Linked DNA regions of Sus scrofa: regions 2, 3 and 4 are each linked to region 1. Evidence: chromatin contacts called from public HiChIP or PLAC-seq data. All regions are on one chromosome and are shown on one strand. The core of a region is the stretch at or near the end of the contact, and the rest is flanking DNA. Distances in the headings are between cores, read along the strand shown. Region 1 holds the start of MRPL9 (39S ribosomal protein L9, mitochondrial). Region 2 holds the start of PSMB4 (proteasome subunit beta 4). Region 3 holds the start of POGZ (pogo transposable element with ZNF domain). Region 4 holds the start of TUFT1 (tuftelin).

Region 1 (3,051 bases), core at 359-2,858:
TCATCTCATACTTTTCAACGGGTGCCCTGGTGCTCAGATTGGGGCCTCCCTCAATAAGGTAGAACAAGTCAGAATCTCCCCAGAATTCTCAATACCACTTTCAGGAGCCACAACACTTCCCCTTGCCTCTACCCTGTACCTGAAATCAGCAGACTTCAAAGAAATCAAGAGGAAGTGGCTGGTGACTTCTGTAGGTGACCAATACATAAAGGTTTTCTATGCTTCTACTCACCGCCTCACCTGCCTTGGTCTGGAGTTTCTCTAATTTTCCCTCTTGTCTCAGCTAGAAATAAGAAAGTTAAAGATGAATAAAAAAGAAAAGTAAGTCTAAGGTAACTAACAGTAAGGTAACTTACTATTCTGAGCATAGGCTAGGCTTCTGAATTCCTGTTCTTCTAGTCCCTACTTCATTTTCAAATTAAATATCAAAGGTAAAGAAGCTGCTAGAGTAAATCTAGGTTTTAATTCTTCCAAGGCCCTCTCTGCCCTCTTTTGAGCTCACCAATTTCTCCTCTTCAAACAGCTTCTTGTTTTCAGGAGATGCATATACAGCCAGTCCTTGAGGAAGTAGCCGATTACGGCCCACAGATTTTTTCACTGAGACGAGGTCACCTCGGACTCCAAGTTCTGCCAACAGAGAATAGAGAAAACGGATCAGAATTATCTAGCAGTCCCTAAAGAGGAGAGAACTCAAGAAAAAAAGGCCTTCTCTCAGTGCTTATTCTTTTTAGAAAAAAATATCAGTATCCACTAGGAGCAACACGTAAGAGACTTCTCATTCATTTCTTTAGGGCCTGATGAATGTTCCCTGTGCAACGTGACGTGCTGTCCTATCACAGGATTTCACTATTTATGGCACGTACTGTCAGACTTCTCTTCCCATACACACCGTTAATGACGCTGCTGCATTTATCTTCTAATCTTCTAGGTAGGAGGCCAATGTCACAATCACAGTACTTTTTAGGGCTCCCTTTTCTCAAATAGAGAGCTAATTATTCCAGCAAAGTAGTCAAAGAGGCAAAAAAAAAAAAAAAAAAAAAAAAAAAACTGATACCAAACAGGACCAGCCTGAGATAGGAAGTATCTCTGTCCGGGCCTTACCTTCCACCGACTGCGTGAGGACGAGCTCCAGATTGTCTTTGGGCCGATGTTTCGTGTCCTCCACTAGCTTGTAGACGCGGTGTCGCCGATGCAGACGCGGCTTCCGGCCCTCTCCGGCTAGCGGCACCTTCCACCAACGCTCCACAATGACCGTGCTCTGGTGGCCGGGGGAACAACGATAAGCGAGTCTCCCTGCAAAGGCCTCCTCCTCTGGCCGCCAGCACCTGAAAAAGAGCCCACCACCCCAGGCCGGGGCCTCACCAGGTCTCAACCGCGCCCCCCCAAACAGTACTCAGACCCAGAACTCAGACCCGGCCCTCACCCGACTGAGAGAGAGGCTGAAGGCGCGCTCCGAGCGGGGGGTGACCCCTTCAAGTCGCGGCCGGAGGAGCGCCCGAACTCCTCCTCGCAGCAGCCGCTCAAGGCCTGCCCGCAGCAGACCTCCGCCCGCGGCCGTGCAGGCGGCCGCCGCCATGGTCGCGGACGCCGAGGGAGAACTGGAAGGGCCCCGGCGCCGGCGGCAGAAAAGGTCCCCACCGGGTGCCCGCGGCGCGCCTGAGACGGAGCTCAGCCTGGGGAAGCCCGGGCAGCAGACGCCGCCGCCGCCGCCGCCGCCTTGGGATCTGGGATGAGTGCTCTATGATTCAGCATTTCCCCCACTCTCTTCTTTTTATTTCTTTTTGGTTGGAGGAGGGACACCCATAGCCATCGATGACTGTTGGGTTTCACTAACAGCCTCTTCCCCTTTTGGCTTCACTTTTTTTTTTTTTTTTTTTTTTTTTAAGTTTATGGCTGCACCTGCAGCATATGGAAGTTCCTGGGGCCAGGGATTGAATCCAAGCCACAGCTGTGGCAATGCTGAATCCCTAACCCATTGCGCCAGGCCGCCAGGCAGAGGATTGAACCTGCAGCTCGGAAGCGGCCCCAGCTGCTGCAGTCAGATTTTTAACCCACTGTGCCCTGGCGGGAACTCCATGGCTACTCTTTGTCTTTAGAGCGGCGGCTTTGATTCAGTTCTAGTAGTTCTCCGACGTCACTTCTAATTCTGACATTCTATGAAAACTGAGTGCTGGGGTCGGGGGTGGCGTGTGCTGCTCTCACTTTTCCTTGCTCCAAATCTACCCAAAAGTGGTGAAAGGATGGATCCTATGGAAGACTGTGTCAACCTGAGGAGTTCTCTAACTCTTAATCATTACTCTGCAGTATTTGGGCTCATATTTAATGAATTCTAAATCACAAGGGGGATAGTTCCCTCTGTGGAGTGTTTCAGTACAGGGAGTAAACCATATAAATGGAATGAATAGGGTCTGTTTGGCAGGAAAGATATTATGGAAAGATGCTCTATGCATCATGTTATTTGACCCATAAACAGCCTTTGACCGGCAGTCCCTCCTCCTAATTATACTTTCTTAGCTTTCAGGACACCAATTTGTTTTTGTTTTTTTCCTACTTCATTATTTTTCTTCACGGTCTCCTTTGCAGATTTCTTTTATTCCTACTTCTTAGAGTACCCCCAGGATTCAGTCTTTGGATCTTTACTCATCTCAGTGTACACATTCATCTTTACTCATCTCTGTCTCGTGGCTTAATGTACCATTTATATGCCAATGAGTTCAAATTTCTGTCTCCATCCCAGATTTCTAAACTCCAGACCTGAATTATCCAACTGCTTACATGTCATCTTTCCCTTATATGTCTAATGAACAATTCAAAGTCAACGTGCTCCTAAGTAAACCCATCTCTACCTCCCGGTCTACACGGCCTCACCAGCAGCCCAGCAGCCCTTCCCCTTTCAGTAGATGATAACTCCATTCTTTCAGGGTTGGTGTTTTGTTTTGTTTTGGTGGTCTTTTTGGGGACAAATGCTCGGCACATGGAGGTTCCCAGCTAGGGGTTGAACTGGAGCTGTAGCCACTGTACACCACACTGTACACTGTACACCAGAGCCAC
Region 2 (3,051 bases), core at 217-2,716, 390 kb before region 1:
TGAGTGCTCAGGTAGCTATGAAAGCAAGGTATTCTAGTGGTTTTGGAGGAATCCCATTAAGCTTTCTGTCATAACAACAGATAGCTGCTAATTGTCCAAGTAAGTCTCTGAGTAAGTAAGATTCACCTGGAATATGGAGTTTGGGAGGAGGTGGCTATTAATTAGAATTGGTAGTAAATAAATAATAATAAAGAAGACGAATAAACAAATATGATTATTAATGAGCTATTAGAAGAAGAAATCAACTACCTAGTTTTCAGCCAAAAGATGATACAAAGAGCAACAGCTGGTTGTCTCTCACACAAGACCTTGACCCTTCCCTTCCAGGGTTTCATGACCTAATAAAATATTTTATTTCAATTAGGCTAAAATTTCATGCGTTGCTTTGGTTCAGATTAACTCAGGGAATTTAAAAAACAAAACTGATTTGGTTTCCCGCTGAGTCAATAATTTAAAATCTAATTGTGTAGGGAGGAGTGGCAAACTATCAGGTTTAGGTTCACCTGTTTGATTCTAGACACTGCTTCCAGCCCCTGCTACAGAACCACATTGAGAAGGGAACGCCTGGAATTTAGTTACATTCCCACAGGCAATGGAATTTTTCTGCTGTTTAAGAGGTAGGTAAGAGCATTTCACAACTAGGTAACTTTCAGAGATTTGTCGAAGGTTCTGCACAGTGAGTGACCCACCTGAGATATTATACACCGCAAGGTACGCACAACTGTAAGATTCCTAGACTCAGATCTACCATTATTTGCTGTGTGATCAGGTAAATCACTATTCAAGTCTCTGTTTCTTACCTATAAAATGGGTCGAATATGCCACATGAGGCTGCTTTGAGAAATACAGAACTTAAGAGATCCTGGGTTCACTGTTAGTTTCGTGTGAGGCTTTTCTTTTCTTTTTATTTTTTTTTGTCTTTTTAGGGCCGCAGCTGGGGCATATGGAGGTTCCTAGGCTAGGGGTCCAATCGGAGCTGTAGCAGCCGTCCTACCCCAGACCCACAGCAACGCGGGATCCAAGCCTCCTCTGCGACCCACACCGCAGCTCACGGCAAGGTCGGATCCTTAACCCACTTAGCGGGGCCAGGAATCGAACCCTCATGGATGCTAGTAGGGTTCGCTAACCACTGAGCCACGACGGAAACTCCTAAAGTGTGGGCTTTTTGATAAGGATCCAAAAAGGAAAGGAGACTTCCTGCCTCCTCGCTCAGGTCAGAGTCTTGACGAGCCCGCCCCCTCCCCATCTGCCACACCACCCTCTCCCTCCTTGAATTTGAGCATCAGAACATTGTTCTAGTCTAGACTCTACCGCTACGTATGCGACGCCTGGCAATTCCAAATCTCTGGGTTTCGGTCGCCACCCAGGATGCTCATACGGTCTGTCCCGACCCTAACAACATGGCTGCGGGAAGTGGCTTTCAGGAAGAAAGAAGGTGTGGCACTGAAGGATCACTTCCGCTTCCGTCGGCGCAAACGCTTTCATTTCTTGAGCTACGGTGACTAAGATGGAATCGATTTTGGAGTCGCGGTCGGGACACTGGGCCGGGGGTCCGGCTCCTGGACAGTTCTACCGCATTCCTCCCACTCCTGGATCCATCGTGGACCCGGCATCCGTGCTCTATGGGAGTCCGATTACGCGCACCCAGTAAGCTCTTGGCGTCTTAGCCTGGGCGGGGGAGAGACCGTGGGGCCTGGTGCGGCCGGCTGGTTCGGGGAGCCAGGGCAGGCGAGGCGGGGACCCCCGGGCGCGCTAACAGCGGGACAGCTCGAGGAGTAGGGCCTGGAGAATGAAAGGAGCCATGGAAAGTCAGAAGCGGAACCCACAGAGCGGGAAGCGGGCCTAGGCTATTCTCCTCCACCTCTCGCCAGACCCTTCTTTATCTCCAGGAACCCCATGGTGACCGGGACCTCGGTTCTGGGAGTCAAGTTTGAGGGCGGAGTGGTGATTGCAGCAGACATGCTGGGCTCCTATGGTTCCTTGGCTCGTTTCCGCAACATCTCTCGCATTATGCGAGTCAACAACAGCACCATGCTGGGTGCTTCAGGAGACTACGCTGATTTCCAATATTTGAAGCAAGTTCTCGGCCAAATGGTGTAAGTCATCTAGAGAATAGGAGTAGTTCCCAGGTGGGGAGGGGAATCCACTGTTTTTATCCCATCAAGATGTTCTAGTGTGGAGGAACTTGAAGCTGCAGTAGAGGATGGGGAGACTTGTTGGGGGGTGAAAGATTCGAGGATGTTTGCAAATAGTTTATTTTAGTGGGTTTAAGAGGGGAAGATTGTGGTCACATCTTTTGGGGGTGGATGGAAAACCCGATTTCTGTTCTCTCCCTTTTCTCACAACCAATTCTTTTTAAGGATTGATGAGGAGCTGCTGGGAGATGGACACAGCTATAGTCCTAAAGCTATCCATTCGTGGCTGACCAGGGCCATGTACAGCCGCCGCTCCAAGATGAACCCCCTGTGGAACACCATGGTCATCGGAGGCTATGCTGATGGAGAGAGGTTGATTTGAATACAAATAACTATCTCTTCTCCCTGAGTGAATCCCACTTCTGACTCAGACCCCTTGGTCCCATCCTTCAGCTAACATATAGAAACCTAAGGTGAAATGAGTTCTTTGACCTATTGTGTCCTGTTAGCTTCCTGGGTTACGTGGACATGCTTGGTGTAGCCTATGAAGCCCCTTCGCTGGCCACTGGTTATGGTGCATACCTGGCTCAGGTAAGTAGTTGGTTGAGGGATGAGGGATAGAAGAAGACAGAAGGCAATAGGGATTAGTGGTTGTCTACCCTTGCAATTCTGACATGAGGAACAGGCTAGGATCCCTACTGCTGGGCAGATGGTTTTCTTTGTGGTCCAGAGACCATGTCAAGGTGATAGGTCCAGGAGTCAATATACATGTGCAAAGAGAGGACACTCTAGAATTTCCCTTTCAAGTGGGTCTTAGCACAAACAGTTCATGCTGGTGAGGCAATAATGAATGTCACCTTTTCACTCATTTATGATTCCTTTTACATTAAGGATTTGCGTCAAATTGCCTGGCATT
Region 3 (3,051 bases), core at 354-2,853, 330 kb before region 1:
GGAAATTCCTCTGAAAGTAAAATTGTATCTCTGTGAGGTTTTAAGCTGCGATGGGAACTCTATAAAAGAGTGTAGAGGGCTGCACAGTTTGCAACAAAACGACGGCTGTTCTGAGACAGGACACCTGTATCTCAATTTCCATCTTCAAAGAGATTTTGGGCTAAATGACTTAAAAAGACTCTCCCGCTCTACCTTTTTCTAAGCTGAAAATGTCCAAGACAAGCAGAGAAACGTCCAGCATTAGCAACAATTTGGGGGAATCCCCCGTGTGACAGGCGAAGAAATCAGGACAACTCGTAGAAAGGAGAGAAAGCAGGTGAATCAACGACATCACTCCTTTTCAGAAGGTGCTAAAAACCTAGAAAAATAGTCCCTGGGATAAACATGGCGCCCACCGCGGCAGGATATAATCATCGGAAAATAAAGATTTTAAGCCCCATCCCATTTTGTAAATCACGGCGCCAGCCCAAAGAAATCTTAGAGCGCGGGGAGGGGGGCTGGGGGGGAGGAGACTTTGTAAACTAACAGCGGTGCGCTAAGGCTTGGGATGTACTATACGACCGAGCGGGAATTACATAACACAAGGGAGCGGCTAAGCAATCACTCATTTTCCTCCTGGAGCTCAAAAAGAGAGCCCCACTCTTGGCCCGGCGGGGGTGGGGCGGAGAGGACCCAGCACTACCCCTACCCCACCCCCGGGGGACCTCGGCCCGCCGCCCCTCCCGCCCGCCTCCCCGGCGCGGCCTCGCCCCCTAGCCAGCCCCTCCCGCCGCGCCCCGCCGTCTCGCTGCTGCCCGCGCCCCCGCCCCTTCCCCGGCGGGCCGCCGCCCGCGCCCGCGCCCGCCCACTCCTCCGAGACGCCTCGCGCCGGGTGTGCGTGTGGACGTCGGCTGTGTGCGGGGCCGTGGGGCGCGAGTGCGCGCGCGCGCGCCGCGGCAGGCGCCGGGGGGCGGGGGCGGCCGGCAGGCAGGGGCCTCCCCGGCCCGGCCCGCCGCGCAACTCGCGCGGCTCCCGGGGCGCACGCACTCACACACGCTCTCGCGCGCCGCACCCCACGCCCGCCGCCGCCGCGGGCCGCGACGCCACTCGAGGGGGGCGGGGGCGCGCGCCACCGGGCCCCCGCCCCCACCCCTCGCGTTCCCGCCCCATCCCCCTCTCATTGTCTCGCCTCGGAACGCCTCGCCGAGCGAAAAGATAACGGAACCCCCGGGAGAAGGGGGTGGGGAGAGAGAAGGCTCGCTCGCTCACTCACCTCCCGTGGTCGTCGCCGCCGGTAGTCTGACCCGAGGAAGGCGCCGTCGCCTTAAAGGGACCTTGCACCCCGCGCCGGGAGAAGGGGGTGGGAGCAGGGGAGGGGACGGGGGCTTGGGGGGAGACGGAGAAGAGGGAACCGTTGAAAGCTAGTCTCCCCGAGGGTGAAAGGAAACCTCCCTCGGGTTCGAGTGATTTGAGGTGGATTTTTTTTCCCGAGGGGGGCGGGGGGCCCCCGAGGGAGGGGGGCGGGGGGGCCGAGGAATGCGGCTCCGTGTACGGGAGCTGGCGCGGGGGAGAGAGACGCCGACTCCCCCCACCGACCCTCTCGCCCCGCGGAGGGATACGACTCGTCACTTCCGCCCTCCCCCTTTCGTGGTTTTTCAATTGGTTGGAGCGCGTGGCACGTCATGGGCTCATCCTAACCCCTGCCCGGGCTTCTTTTCTAGTCAAGTTTGTCTGGGCCTGCAAATAAATAAATAAATAATCTTTCCCAAAAAATGGAATGAAAAATAATTAGCTTCAGAAACAACATCTAAGTTTTGGTGATAAAGATGGGATTTCCAAAGATAATGTTCCCCAATTCACTTGCGGGGACTTTCCAGGGAAATTTTGGGAATCTCCACACTTTCCACTCAAGGCTCTTACCTAACCAAGAGGAGAACCTCATGCCTTAGGCCAGATAGTGAGGCCCAATGGCCCCAACGACTGTCATTAGAACAAAAGCGTCAAAATGGCACTCACTCTTTCTCAAGAGACATGCAGTCAAGTGGCCTTAAGTGAAGAAATTTTAAAAGCCGTTTTTACCCTAGACGCTTCTGGATTCTGGAAGGAAGTCACACATGATTGCTTATTAAGGTGATCATGTATGAAAACTGCTTTGAGATGAGTAGAATCCTCGGAGATCCTCAATTCTAAGAAACTGTAGACTCCTCTTCTGTGCTCTTTGCTCCAAATAAGGCTGACATGGACTGGCCCAAAGATTGATTTGTACATTCAAGACCATCAACCTATTATTTTTCCTCAAACAAAAACTAACCTCTTTCCAAGTGACTAAGAAAGTTTGTCCTTTATTACCTCCTGAGATGATAAAAGCTTAGTATTTTCCTTGGATATTTGAGGAAATAGTTGCTCTTTAATCAATACCCAAACATCTGCTCCAAACCAAATGGTAAATCAAAGTAGTCGTGCAAGGCTGGTGAGATGCAAAAACATATCTATTCTTTTTCTATGTTTACATTCCAAACCACCAGACTATGAAAATTGGCAGTGAAAGTAAGCATTCCAAATTGTGCACCCATGCACATGCATGCACCACCACCCATTTTCATCATCCTATTTCATACCAAAAATATGAGTGATTTCAACTAGTCATTCTTAGGAAAAACTTTATTATTTGAATTGGGAAGATCACCAATCCTTCTGAAAATACTTCTGAAGATTTTCCAGGCCTGATCTGGAAGAGCCCATGGCGGGATTACGGAATCAATCATCAAAAAACATTCTACATGGAGATCTAATCCTATTTTATTCTTTCCCTCCATAATTACTATAATTCATTATGTCATTTGCCTCAGAAATAGTCTTACTGACAAATTTTGCCATATTCTGAGCCTGTTCTGAGTTCTAGCCCAGTAGACTATACCATGTACCATTGATCAATAACCATTAGTGTACCATACTGAAAAGTCATCATACATCTATTCATTTACTCAACAAATATTTATTGAGTACTTATTATATGCTGGGCACTGTTCTAGGTTCTGGGAATGCAGCAACAAAGAAAACAAAATTTCTGAA
Region 4 (3,051 bases), core at 353-2,852, 260 kb before region 1:
CAACTCTCCAGCACGAAGGGCTGAGCTCAGATGAGGAATTTGACAGCGTCTACGATCCTTCCTCCATCGCATCACTGCTTACAGAGAGCAACCTGCAGACCAGTTCTTGTTAGCTCATGGTCCACAAGGCCCAGAAACCACACTTGAGGCCTGTCCTGGCCAGTCCAGCTCTGCTCTGCTCTGCCCTGCCCAGCCTCAGATCCCCGTTGCTGTGGGAGACCCAATTATTCAGACCTATGACAGGGAGGGGTCTGGGTGATGGTGATAAAAAGGCATCAGTGTTGAGCTGGTGGATGGGCTTTCCCTTTCCTCTGGAGGAGTGGGCGTTTTAGCCAGCTGAATCCTCTCCTCAAGTGCTGACTCCCCCCACCCCGACTCCCTCACAGCAGCAGCTCGGTCAGCATATAGGCTGATTGAGCAGGAGAGGAAGGGATCGAAATTGCCATGTGTATAAAGCTTTATTTCTTTAACCCTACACCCCAGGCTCAGGGAAATACCCTATATGATTCTGCTCCCTTGACTCCTGTAACTCATTTTCCTCCCATTCTGGAGCAGGGTAAGGAGGACATAATGGGTAACGGACATGCTGGCGTGGCTCTACCCACTTCTCAGATGCTCTTCTTTGCACAGTCATGGGGCCCACGTGGTAGTCCCCACCTGTCTCCAGTCCTATATTTTTTGTCTTCCCCAGGCCAAGATCCAAGGGACCCTTTCTCCTCCCCTTCCCGTCTTTACCATTTCCTCCTTTCTTTTCAGTGCCTTAGCCGGGGTGAGGAGATAAGGATGCCCTTCTTGCCTTTTATACCTGCACATTCATACCTCTCCAAGAACCCCTCCTGCTGCCCCAGTGACCGATGGACAGAGCTACCAGCTTCTCTACTTAGGAACCCCTGCGAGAGGGACTTTGGTAGGGCCATGATAAGGTGGTGAGGCCTGGTTCTGCTCAGGGTTTCCATCCTTCCTCTTCTCCCTCTCTGACTGGATGTGCTTGTAAGATGGTCACACCTGGGAACCCTAACAACTGTCTACACAAGTTCGAAAAGCAAAGGTTTTGGTCTCTGTGGCCTTGTGATCAGATGTGCCCAACCTCACTAGGGAACTGAGGGACCCTCAATATCTCAGGAGCTTGGTCCTCATACAGAGGGGCTAGAGGCTGACTCTTGGTAGAAATGGAAAGAGGCAATGGAGGATTTATTCCTCCTTTGGGATTTGGGGAGAGCCAAGTTCTGGTGGGGAGGAGGTAAGGGAGATGATTCATCTCTCTTATTTCCTAAGCAGGCTCTGTACAGAGCCTTGAGGAGGGAGAAGTCTGTTTTCACCAATAACTTGTGATTTTGTGATTAAAAAAAAAGTTCCTCTATTCTGCAAATCATATATTATCTCCCAGTTCAATCCAATCCAGCATTGAATTTATTTTAAATTAAACATAAAATTATATATCTATTCTGAAATTTTTGACTTGTCTTCTCATTCTCCCCCATCTTAACTTTATGAAGAAACCATTTTATTGTTCAATTTAGAGACCGAAGCTGGGGTTTTCTTAACTTCACTTTTTAGAGGTCCTTTACAACAGATCAGATGGAACCTAGGGAGCCTTAGGTTCCCTAGGTTTCCTTTATTTCCTTAAGAAATAAATGGAGTATTGGTAACAGCTCCCTTCTCTCCTGAACAACATTCTGGGAAGAACAAGGCCAGTAAATGCCTTCGAGGGTTAGACTGGAACTGGTTTTTTTTTTTTTTATTCCTTGGGAACATAGGGATAGCCCCAGCATTCACCTCTTAGACACAAAGATAGCCATCCATTCCTACCTGGCATTCCTCTTGTGTTGCCTTGAACAGGGAGCTAGCTGATCAGCAGAGCCTTCTGTCAGATTCAGGCTTTCTGCCCACTCTGGAGTGGGTCAGGCCTCCTCCTGTCATGTCCATATGGACCATAGCCTGGTGGAGAAGCCATATGCTAAGAGCAGCTGGACTGGAAGAGGCTCCAAGATCTTTCTTGATCATCCTCTCTTCTAGGTCCTTAAGATGCTAACCTGGGCCAAGGGAGCAAATGTCATTGGAGAAGTTAAGGTTCATCCCTTCTCAAGAATACAAATTCCTTTTAAGGCAATGTGTCCCGCCTCTCCCATCCATATAAGGGCAGCTTTGATATAATAGCTTCTGCAAAACAAGCCCCACCCAGAGCCAAGCTGGCTTTGACTTTGGCCTGGGCTTTCTGCCAAGGAAGGGCACCTGCCAGACTGGCTTAGGCCAGTCTGAGTGAGCTGGCCCTGGCAGCCTGTATGGCGGAGGAAAGGTTTCTCAGTTCTACAAAGCCTACAGGCTGGCCTAAATATAGGGAGAGGAGAATGTATGGAAGGTTTTTTTCCAATTTTGCATCCTCTAGGGGCTGGCAGGGTGAACCTCTCTTACCAACACTGGCCTTAGAGTTGAAATGAGAGGGCAAGACTAACGTTTGAGGTACAATCATATAACACTGGACAAAACTTCAGTTAAGTAGATAGTAGCTCCCAAGCCCCACCTTTAGGTAAATCGGAGCGAGCGCAGACGGGCGTGGCCTGAAGCCTCTAGGCTACGCCCACTTCACAATTTTGCTCAGTCATTGGCGAACCGCGTCCTGGGGGCGTGTCCTATTGCCAGCCTCCGCCCCTGACGCACCTATACAAGGGGGGGGCGGTTCGGCGCGCGCTCGCCTAGTAGGAGCCAGACTGCAAGGCGGAGGGCTGTGTGTGTGTTCCGTGACCCTCTCGGGAAGATGATGAACGGGACGCGTAGCTGGTGTACACTGGTGGACGTGCACCCGGAAGCGCAGACCTCGGTAAGAAAAAGCGACCACGTCGCCTCCCTCGCTCGGTACTCTTGGTTTCTAATTCCGCCCCAACCGTGCCCCGCGCGGAGTTCGCTGACATCACCTGGTGCCGTGCGGTCAGCCCCTCACGGCGCTTCTCTTTTTGTACCGCCTCGCGGCGGGCAGTGGGAATCCCGGGGAGTCTCGGGCTGAAGACTCTTTTAAGGCTTGAGGACTCTGGGCGTCCCTGCCCTTTAGGAGGA

The links. HiChIP or PLAC-seq counts read pairs in DNA pulled down with a chosen protein or histone mark.
Region 2: a contact with region 1 is called in an H3K27ac HiChIP or PLAC-seq map of skeletal muscle, with 2.9 times the contacts expected there. The contact joins the promoter of PSMB4 here to the promoter of MRPL9 in region 1. A contact is called at or near these places in 1 of 5 promoter capture datasets (fetal liver) and 2 of 2 datasets of contacts at active chromatin or transcription factors (alveolar macrophages and skeletal muscle).
Region 3: a contact with region 1 is called in an H3K27ac HiChIP or PLAC-seq map of alveolar macrophages. The contact joins the promoter of POGZ here to the promoter of MRPL9 in region 1. A contact is called at or near these places in 1 of 5 promoter capture datasets (fetal liver) and 1 of 2 datasets of contacts at active chromatin or transcription factors (alveolar macrophages).
Region 4: a contact with region 1 is called in an H3K27ac HiChIP or PLAC-seq map of alveolar macrophages. The contact joins the promoter of TUFT1 here to the promoter of MRPL9 in region 1. A contact is called at or near these places in 1 of 5 promoter capture datasets (fetal liver), 2 of 47 Hi-C or Micro-C datasets (retroperitoneal adipose tissue and subcutaneous adipose tissue) and 1 of 2 datasets of contacts at active chromatin or transcription factors (alveolar macrophages).

What each region holds. Positions count from the first base shown.
Region 1 is chr4:97,446,717-97,449,767 of Sscrofa11.1, reverse strand. It overlaps MRPL9 (39S ribosomal protein L9, mitochondrial), which reads right to left and starts at 1,608. Exons shown (of 6, transcript XM_003355177.4): 1 at 1,424-1,608; 2 at 1,102-1,258; 3 at 503-627. The coding sequence starts at 1,576. It overlaps OAZ3 (ornithine decarboxylase antizyme 3), which reads left to right and starts at 1,275. Exons shown (of 6, transcript NM_001301406.1): 1 at 1,275-1,365.
Region 2 is chr4:97,836,324-97,839,374 of Sscrofa11.1, reverse strand. It overlaps PSMB4 (proteasome subunit beta 4), which reads left to right and starts at 1,466. Exons shown (of 7, transcript NM_001244455.1): 1 at 1,466-1,647; 2 at 1,890-2,096; 3 at 2,361-2,507; 4 at 2,645-2,726. The coding sequence starts at 1,508.
Region 3 is chr4:97,775,131-97,778,181 of Sscrofa11.1, reverse strand. POGZ (pogo transposable element with ZNF domain) reads right to left here and starts at 1,603. Exons shown (of 19, transcript XM_005663451.3): 1 at 1,253-1,603.
Region 4 is chr4:97,703,205-97,706,255 of Sscrofa11.1, reverse strand. It overlaps TUFT1 (tuftelin), which reads left to right and starts at 1,602. Exons shown (of 12, transcript XM_021089860.1): 1 at 1,602-2,818. The coding sequence starts at 2,756. CGN (cingulin) reads left to right here. Exons shown (of 21, transcript XM_013997148.2): 21 at 1-1,451. The coding sequence ends at 113.